2 separate regions of the Mus musculus genome follow, and region 2 is linked to region 1. A link is a contact called in public HiChIP or PLAC-seq data. All regions are on one chromosome and are shown on one strand. Each heading gives the region's core, a stretch centred on a gene start, on an enhancer-like site or on the middle of the called end of the contact. The rest is flanking DNA. Distances are from core to core; before and after follow the strand shown.

Region 1 (3,887 bases), core at 915-3,414:
GGCCTGTAAGTGACATGCTACAGTGTCAGGAACACAGCTCCTCTGGAGAGAATGGCCTTAACAGGGGTCACAAAAGGACTTCCCTTTCACAGGACAAAATGGTGTAGAATAAAAAATACTTCTCTTTTTTGCACTACAAGCAAACTACCTCAATGCATTCTCAGCAGTTTCCCGCTTTGGCTACTTTACAATCTGCTCCACAAGCTCCTTGGAGGACACATCTTTCATCTGGGGCCTCTAATCTCTAGATTGAACTGATTTGCTACATTTTATAGGCATCTGTTCACATATTATCTCATTTTTGAAATATTTTTTTCTCCCACTAATTTTTAAAGGCCAGAAGAGATCTGAGCTGCTACCAATTCACTGGCTCCTTTTATTCATTCTTCCATTAGTCACTCTTAGCTAAGTTCATAAAAGCATGCAAGGGAGAAACATGAGATCACTAGAAGCTGCAGCAGAAACTTTCTCACACACAGGGTCTGAGGTTATACCCTCTCCCTGACCATCTGCTGGAGGGATTTACTCTTGGCAAGCATTCCACCACTGAACCATATCCACAGCCTGGGACATATCCAGCTTTCAGTTCAACCTTGAAGTTCGGTAATCTTAGTTCTTCCTTGAGACTTGACAGTATAACAGTAAATAACACAGAAAGAAACAAAAAACAAAAGCTGGACACCAGTGGCTAAGGGTTTTTTAGGATGTTAAAGCAACGTGGTTGTAATACCAACACATAGGTGAGAGAGGCAGAACTATTTCTAAGCTACAGGTAAGGAGCCTAGAACTTGATGTTCACCCATGGAGGAAAGTGGAGAAGAGAGCAGGGCCAGGTGCAAATAGCCAACCATTTTCTCTCATTTTCTGCAAGGGATCACTATTTAATCTATTCTAAATTTTCAGAGGCTTTCTGCAGCAATAACTATATTCAATTACTCTTCTTTTTCTAAAAAGAAAGGAAGAAGCCTGAAGCCCTAAAAGACTAAATAACCATGCCGTAACTCTATGAAAAAGAGCGATCTTTTTTTATAGCAACAGCAATGTGCTGCCGGGCAATGTCCCACTGGTTTCAAGAACAATTCTACCAGCCCTATTTGTCAGATATTCACCCTCCTCCTAGGGCTACACACTATGCCACACCATACTCACTGTTCTGTCTTAAAAAGAAACAGGATCTCATGTTACCGAGGCTGGTCCAGAACTCATTGTGTTCCAGAGAATAGCCTTAGACGTAAACCCCTTCGAGTCTAGCTTTATGCAGAGCTAGGGATTAACTAAACCAGAGCTTCCTGTCCGCTGGGCAAGCACAACCTGATGTCCTTATTACTAATTCTCTCGACTCTACGTCTTACCTCACTCACACGTCTTATAGGAATCTCTCTCCAAATCTTTAAGACACTCAAAACTGAAATTATACTCCCTTTGTGTCTTTTCTCATTGTGGAGGCCAGAGCCACCAATATCCGAGTAATTTGCGATTACTATTCTGCCTTCCATCCCCACTCCTGGGTACTGAGAGTCCAGTCAGGCAACCGTCAAGCTAAAGCCAGAGTTTCCAAAAGTAAAGAGTAGAAAAGGAAATTAAAACCCCACGTGGTTCAACTGTCTAGGCTGCCTTACCGGCCTCCCAGCATCTGAACTCGTCTCGGGCAGACAGCTTTCCGTAAACATTTACTGAATACAGTTATATCATGCAGAACTTCCCAGGAGCCCCGCGGGAAGTTGTTGCTAGAAGTTGCAGCGCTAAAGGCAGCGCTCGTCGCTCCGCCACCGGACCGAGCGTGTGCGGGTGAGTGAAGAAAGAGACCCAGCAAGGACCGCGTCCCCCCCGAACTCCAGGCTGGGTCTCCGAAGGAGAAACTCCTGGAGAGCCGAGGCACCCACAGAACCGCTAGACCTGGATGGAGGAGTTACCGAGTGACAACAGCGCAGGCGACGCGCCGCCAAGAGTCCTCCTCAAGCAGGGAAGGCTTGATCTCCAAAGAATTCCACCGCGGGCGGCTCCAGCCAGCGTTTTCTGGCCTGACGAACTGACAAGATCCCCGAAGCTCCAGAGCCGACACACCGGGCCTCCGGGTACCGTGCCTCGGGCACGCGCTTCTTACGGAACTCCCAAGCGCAGAGCTCCCCGCTACAGAGCAAGGCCGCAGCGACAGACTAAAGGAATTGACGACGTAGAGACGGCCGCCGCCGCCACTGCGCCGTTAGCTCTCCGCTCAATCTAGCCTCCGGCAGGAGGGCCCGCCCCCTTCCCGGCATGTGATTGGCCCTCAACAGCTCCTCGCCGCCGTGTATAGGCTGTTGGTCGTTACCCAATCGCCGGAGGCTTTGCTCCGTGGCCCTATGGGAGATGTAGTCCTGAGTACTGGGTCCCTATGGAGACCAGAGCGTCTCTTCCCTGAGTTCTGGAAATGGTTCCCAAAGACCTCTCCAAGTTCTAGTCGAAAAATTCATACTATAGTATTGGCTCTCATCAGTGGTGGAGTATCAAGGGCCAGGAATCTGAAGTCAGAAAATTAATTGTAGCTTAGTTTTGCAGACACTAAATATCTTGTCTCCCTCATCCACAGAAAAGAAAGACTAGAATGAAAGTGACTATTAATTTATAGGCTTGCAACAGGGGTTAAAAAAAGAACCCGTGAGTACACTATGGAAATTATGAGGCACTATAGATGCTAATGGCCACACTGATACTAAACATTTACTGAGTAAAACACTCAAGTTGAGATACACACTTGGATAGCACAAGTGGGCCAGTAAGAACTTGCACAAATAATTAAACATGGAAAGAAGAAAGTAGGAAACATCCCAAAGGGTTTATGGTATTCTAAGGCAAATAAGTATCTGGGGCAGAGACGGGAAGATTCCTGGGTTTTGCTAGCTGCCAGTCTGAATGAAAAGCCAGTGAGCTACAGGTTCAGAAAACAATCCTGGCTAAAGAAATAAGGTGGATAGTGAGAAAGGAGAATACAGATGGTCTCCTTTGGGCTCTGCAATACAGGAGCTCATTTATCTTAGCACACAGACATGCATACAATGCACACACGCACACACACACAAACAAACAAAGTAGTTGGGTCTTAAAGGAAGGGTATATTTTTTTTAGTCAGAGGAAATACACAAATAAAACATAACATTTTTTTCCCTTAGGAAGATCAAAGTTCCCTCCAAACCTAATTTGATGTTTTATTACTAGAAGCAAAGACCAGCATGGCACAGCATCACTCCAGAGGAATTAAGGAAGCACCTTGGGCTGCTTCACTCACATTCATTTGAAGAATGGATACCCCCTACCTCAGAATGCTTTAGGGAGGGGCTGCTACCCTTACATGGTTCCTTATTAAATTTGAAAAGTGCCTCAAAAGTTTTGACACCAGAAAGACACCCCAAAAACATGTGTCTAAACTGCAACTTCAGGTGAATATGACTAAAGCAGTTACATTGTGAGAAGTGCTGAAGGTATGAGATGTCTTCCCTGGCACAGGAGTGACCATGGTTCCTCACCACATGGTGTAGCCACCTGTCTTAGTTAGGGTTTTACTGCTGTGAACAGACACCATGACCAAGGCAAGTCTTATAAAAAACAACATTTAACTGGGCCTGGCTTACAGGTTCAGAGGTTCAGTCCATTATCATCAAAGTGGGAGCATGGCAGTATGCAGGCAGGCATGGGGCAGGAGGAGCTGAGAGTTCTATGTCTTCATCCAAAGGCTGCTAGTGGAAGACTGACTTCCAGGCAACTAGGGTGAGGATCTTATACCCACACCCACAGTGACACACCCATTCCAAGCAGGTCACACCTATTCCAAGAAGGCCACACCTTCAGATGGTGCCACTCCCTGGTCCAAGTTATACAAACCATCACACCACCCATGAAGAAGTTTCCCT
Region 2 (3,887 bases), core at 713-3,212, 120 kb after region 1:
AGAAATGAGCGTGTTTGATTAGGTCTTGGGAAATGCATGTATGCAGAACTGAGCTCAAAATGGACTATAGAAGGATTTCTGGTGGTTTGTTAAAAGCCAACATTCCCCAGGAACTTTTTTCTAACTGACAAAAGGAATCACTTTCCTCGCCTCTGGCAGAAGAAATATATGGCTCTCCAATGACATATAACTGTGGTGCCTATCAGCACATCGAAGTCCATTCTAGCCTCCAGGCTCCTGTAGTCCCTATTCACCAGCCCCACCACTTCTTTCCTATACTCCCAGGCCTGCTCTAGCTCACAGACTTCCCTCCCCACAGCTACTCACCCACTTTGTACCTCATATCTTTCCATGCCCCACTTTCCTAGCCCTAGCCATGTCCAGTCTGGTTTTTTATTTTCTCTGCTCTGGACTCTTCCAGAAACCTCTGGATGCTGTCTCTCTCTTACTCACAATAAAACCTTCCACCCTGCCGCCGCAGCCATCTTCCAGTAACTTGCCAAAATGACGAACACAAAGAGAAAGAGGAGAGGCACCTGGTACATGTTCTCTAGGCCTTTTAGGAAACATGGCATTGTTCCTTTGGCCACATACGTGCGAATCTACAAGAAGGGTGATATTGTAGACATCAAGGGAGCGGGCACTGTTCAAAAAGGAATGCCCCATAAGTGCTACCACGGCAAAACCGGAAGAGTCTACAATGTCACCCAGCATGCCGTGGGCATCATTGTTAACAAGCAGGTTAAGGGCAAAATTCTGGCCAAGAGGATCAACGTATGGATTGAGCATATCAAGCACTCAAAGAGCAGAGACAGCTTCCTGAAGCAGGTGAAGGAGAAGGACCAGAAGAAAAAGGAAGCCAAAGAGAAGGGCACCTGGGTGCAGCTGAAGCACCAGCCTGTGCCACCCAGAGAAGCACACTTTGTGAGGACTAACGGAAAAGAGCCTGAGCTGTTGGAGCCCATTCCATACGAATTCATGGCCTAATGTACACAAAGAAATAAAATACCAGCACCAGGACAAAAAAAAAAAAAAAAAAAAAAAAAACCTTCCACCCTAATAACAGAGTAGCCATTTTGTAGTTTCTTTACTACACCCCCTTGCATATAGACACATATACATACATACATACATACATACATACACATGCATATATTGCATACACATACTGCCATGGTTTGAATATGCTTGGCCTAAGGAGTGGCACTATTTGGAGGTGTGGCCTTGTTGGAGTAGATGTGTCACTGTTGGCATGGGCTTTAAGACTTTCATCCTAGCTGCCTGGAAGTCAGTCTTCCATTAACAGCCCTCAGATGAAGATGTAGAACTCTCAGCTCTGCCTGCCTTGATGCTGACATGTTCTTGCCTTGATGATAATGGACTGAACCTCTGAACCTGTAAGCCAGCCCAATTAAATGTTGTCCTTCTAAGAGTTGCCTTGGTCATGGTGTCTGTTCTCAGCAGTAAAACTGTAACACATATAAATATATGTAGTTTTGGAACAACTTTTAAAATATTCTCATTATGAGTTATTTATCACATATATAAACTTTATATATAACAATTTTCCATATCCTCTAGCTCATCCTCATATATTTTTGTTCTGTTTGTTTTTGGTTTTTGTTAGGGTTCCGTGTATCCCAAGCTGGCCTTAAACTCACTATGTAGCTAAAGATGTTCTTGAACTTTGGATCCTCCTGTCTTTAACTCCCAAGTGTTGGATTTTAGGTGTGCATTTAACATGCCTGTTAAATGCAGGGATGGGGACTGTATTCTGAGTCTCATACATGCTAGGCAAGCACTCTACCAACTGAGCTACATACTTAGCATCCTCTCTTTATGTCTCTTTTTGGTGTTTTTGACAAGCTTATCTTCTAATTATCGTCACTCTTAGATAGTGAGTGCTTGATGTCTACTTCCTCACAGAGTTACATCATTTCCTCTGGGCCCTCTATAACCCTCTCTGATGTCCCTGTCTTCAGTACAACATATCCTCAGATGCACTGAATGCCCTTGGCATTCAAAGGACCTGTTCCTGTCCTTCCAGGCCTAGCCTTTCTCATGGGGCAGATCTGGTTTCAGGTTCTGGCACCTTGCAGTCTTCTCAGGCTTTTCTGAAGTTTCCCCTTTGTACCCAGCAGTGCTCTGAAAGTAACTTAAGGAGGTCCAATCAATTGACTTCTAAATGAACTTGTGGAATCTTTGACTGTGCATTGGATCCCCCCTGTTTTTCTAGCTCCTTCTGTCTTACTCTCCTAGCATCAAGAACTTGCTGCTTGTTGCTAAAAGGGCTGAAGCATTAATACAGAATTGTGAGTCATCTCTGTAATTTAGTGCCATCTTGTCAATCTGGGAAGAGTATCGAGGGATTGTACTATGGAAAAATAAAATGCTTTTGTCAACTTGATATGAAATCCAAAGAATAATTATTGACTACCTGATATATATCAGTACATGTTCCAGAAACTGCAGAAGTGACACAGAAAAAGGCAGACATTGATCTCTGCATGCATAGAGCTTATATTTTGTATTGAGGGACAGATGGTAAACAAGTCTGGTAGTACATTTAGTGTGCTGAGTGACATGTGCTAAAGGGGAAAAAGATGTTTTAGTTAGGGTTTTCTTTTCTGCTGTGAACAGACACCATGACCAAGGCAACTCTTATAAGGACAGTATTTAATTAGGGCTGGCTTACAGGTTCTGAGGTTCAGTCCATTATCATCAAGGCAGGAACATGTCAGCATCCAGGCAGGCATAGTGCAGGAGGAGCTGAGAGTTCTACATCTTCCTCTGAAGGCTGCTAGCAAAATACTGATTTCCAGGCAGCTAGGATGAGGGTCTTAAAGTCCACACCCACAGTAGCAAACCTACTCCAACAGGGTCACACCTTCTCATAGTACCGCTCCCTGGGCTGAGCATATACAAACCATTACAGAAGGAATGCTATGATAGTGCTGATGGCTTTTAGTTTTTTCTGAAATCTTTAGGCCAGGGTTCACTAAAAATGGCTGGTCATACAGACCTGTTTGATGTTCCATTATCTCTGACCAAGGAACTCACTTTATAGCTGAAGAAGTACAGCAGAAACCATAGAGAACTATGTTTGCTGGCTAGAGGCATACTCAGCTAACTTTCTTTTTTTGTGTGAGTTCCTGTCCTGACTTCCTTTGGTCATGAACAGCAATGTGGAAGTGTAAGCTGAATAAACCCTTTCCTACCCAACTTGCTTCTTGGTTCTGATGTTTTGTACAGGAATAGAAACCCTGACTAAGACAGTGACTAAAAGGTAAACCTACTTTTTGGTGGCAGTGGTGGTATATGCCTTTAATCCCAGAACTTGGATGGTTGAGGCAGTGGGATCATGATTTTAAGGCCAGCCTAGGATGCATAAAAAGACAGCCTTACAAAACAACAACAAGAAGTAAATTCATCATTAAGCTAAACAAAGAAGCAAAAGACAGTATGCTGGCAGCTGAAAGAAAATCACAGCCATGGGATGTGGTCACATTACTATGCTAAGAGAATGACTTACCAAGCAGGAGCTCTGAGACACGGGGTCCATAGACAAAAGAAGATTTAAGGAAAGGGGACAGAGTATGGGAAGAGTTAAATTAAAAATAAACAAATACCCAGGTCTGTACTTGTTGGAGTGCCAGTACTTGGGAGGTAGAGCAAGGAGAGTCCGGAGTTCAAAACCAGCCTCACTTAGCTGCACAGTGAGTTTGAGACCAGCCTGGGCAAATGAAGCTCTTTTATCACCCCCTCCCCCCTTGCCCACCATCAACACCCCAAGAGATAGAGATAGAGAGAGAGAGAGAGAGAGAGAGAGAATTATCCCCATCCCTTCTTTTCTGCTTACTATGGAGCAACACAAACCTAAGTATCAC

Evidence for each region. HiChIP or PLAC-seq counts read pairs in DNA pulled down with a chosen protein or histone mark.
Region 2: an H3K4me3 HiChIP or PLAC-seq map of the SCID.adh cell line shows a contact between it and region 1, with 13 read pairs. The contact joins the enhancer-like site here to the promoter of Mtr in region 1. A contact is called at or near these places in 7 of 39 promoter capture datasets (the 3T3-L1 cell line, embryonic stem cells, frontonasal cranial neural crest and 3 more), 1 of 15 datasets of contacts at CTCF or cohesin (embryonic stem cells), 6 of 484 Hi-C or Micro-C datasets (CD8 T cells, macrophages, natural killer cells and 1 more), 18 of 115 datasets of contacts at active chromatin or transcription factors (the 230-238 cell line, the NIH/3T3 cell line, the SCID.adh cell line and 14 more) and 3 of 9 other capture datasets (adipose tissue, liver and pancreatic islet).

The regions. Positions count from the first base shown.
Region 1 is chr13:12,255,949-12,259,835 of GRCm38.p6, forward strand. It overlaps Mtr (5-methyltetrahydrofolate-homocysteine methyltransferase), which reads right to left and starts at 2,165. Exons shown (of 33, transcript NM_001081128.3): 1 at 1,914-2,165.
Region 2 is chr13:12,377,654-12,381,540 of GRCm38.p6, forward strand. It overlaps the pseudogene Gm5445. Among named protein-coding and RNA genes, the nearest start is that of Heatr1, 16 kb to the right of the region's middle. Within about 2 kb of position 1,963, at least 8 of the 459 cell types and tissues checked have an H3K27ac peak or open chromatin away from gene starts, as enhancers often do. A contact at or near this core is called in the SCID.adh cell line and T-cell acute lymphoblastic leukemia, where this site is marked.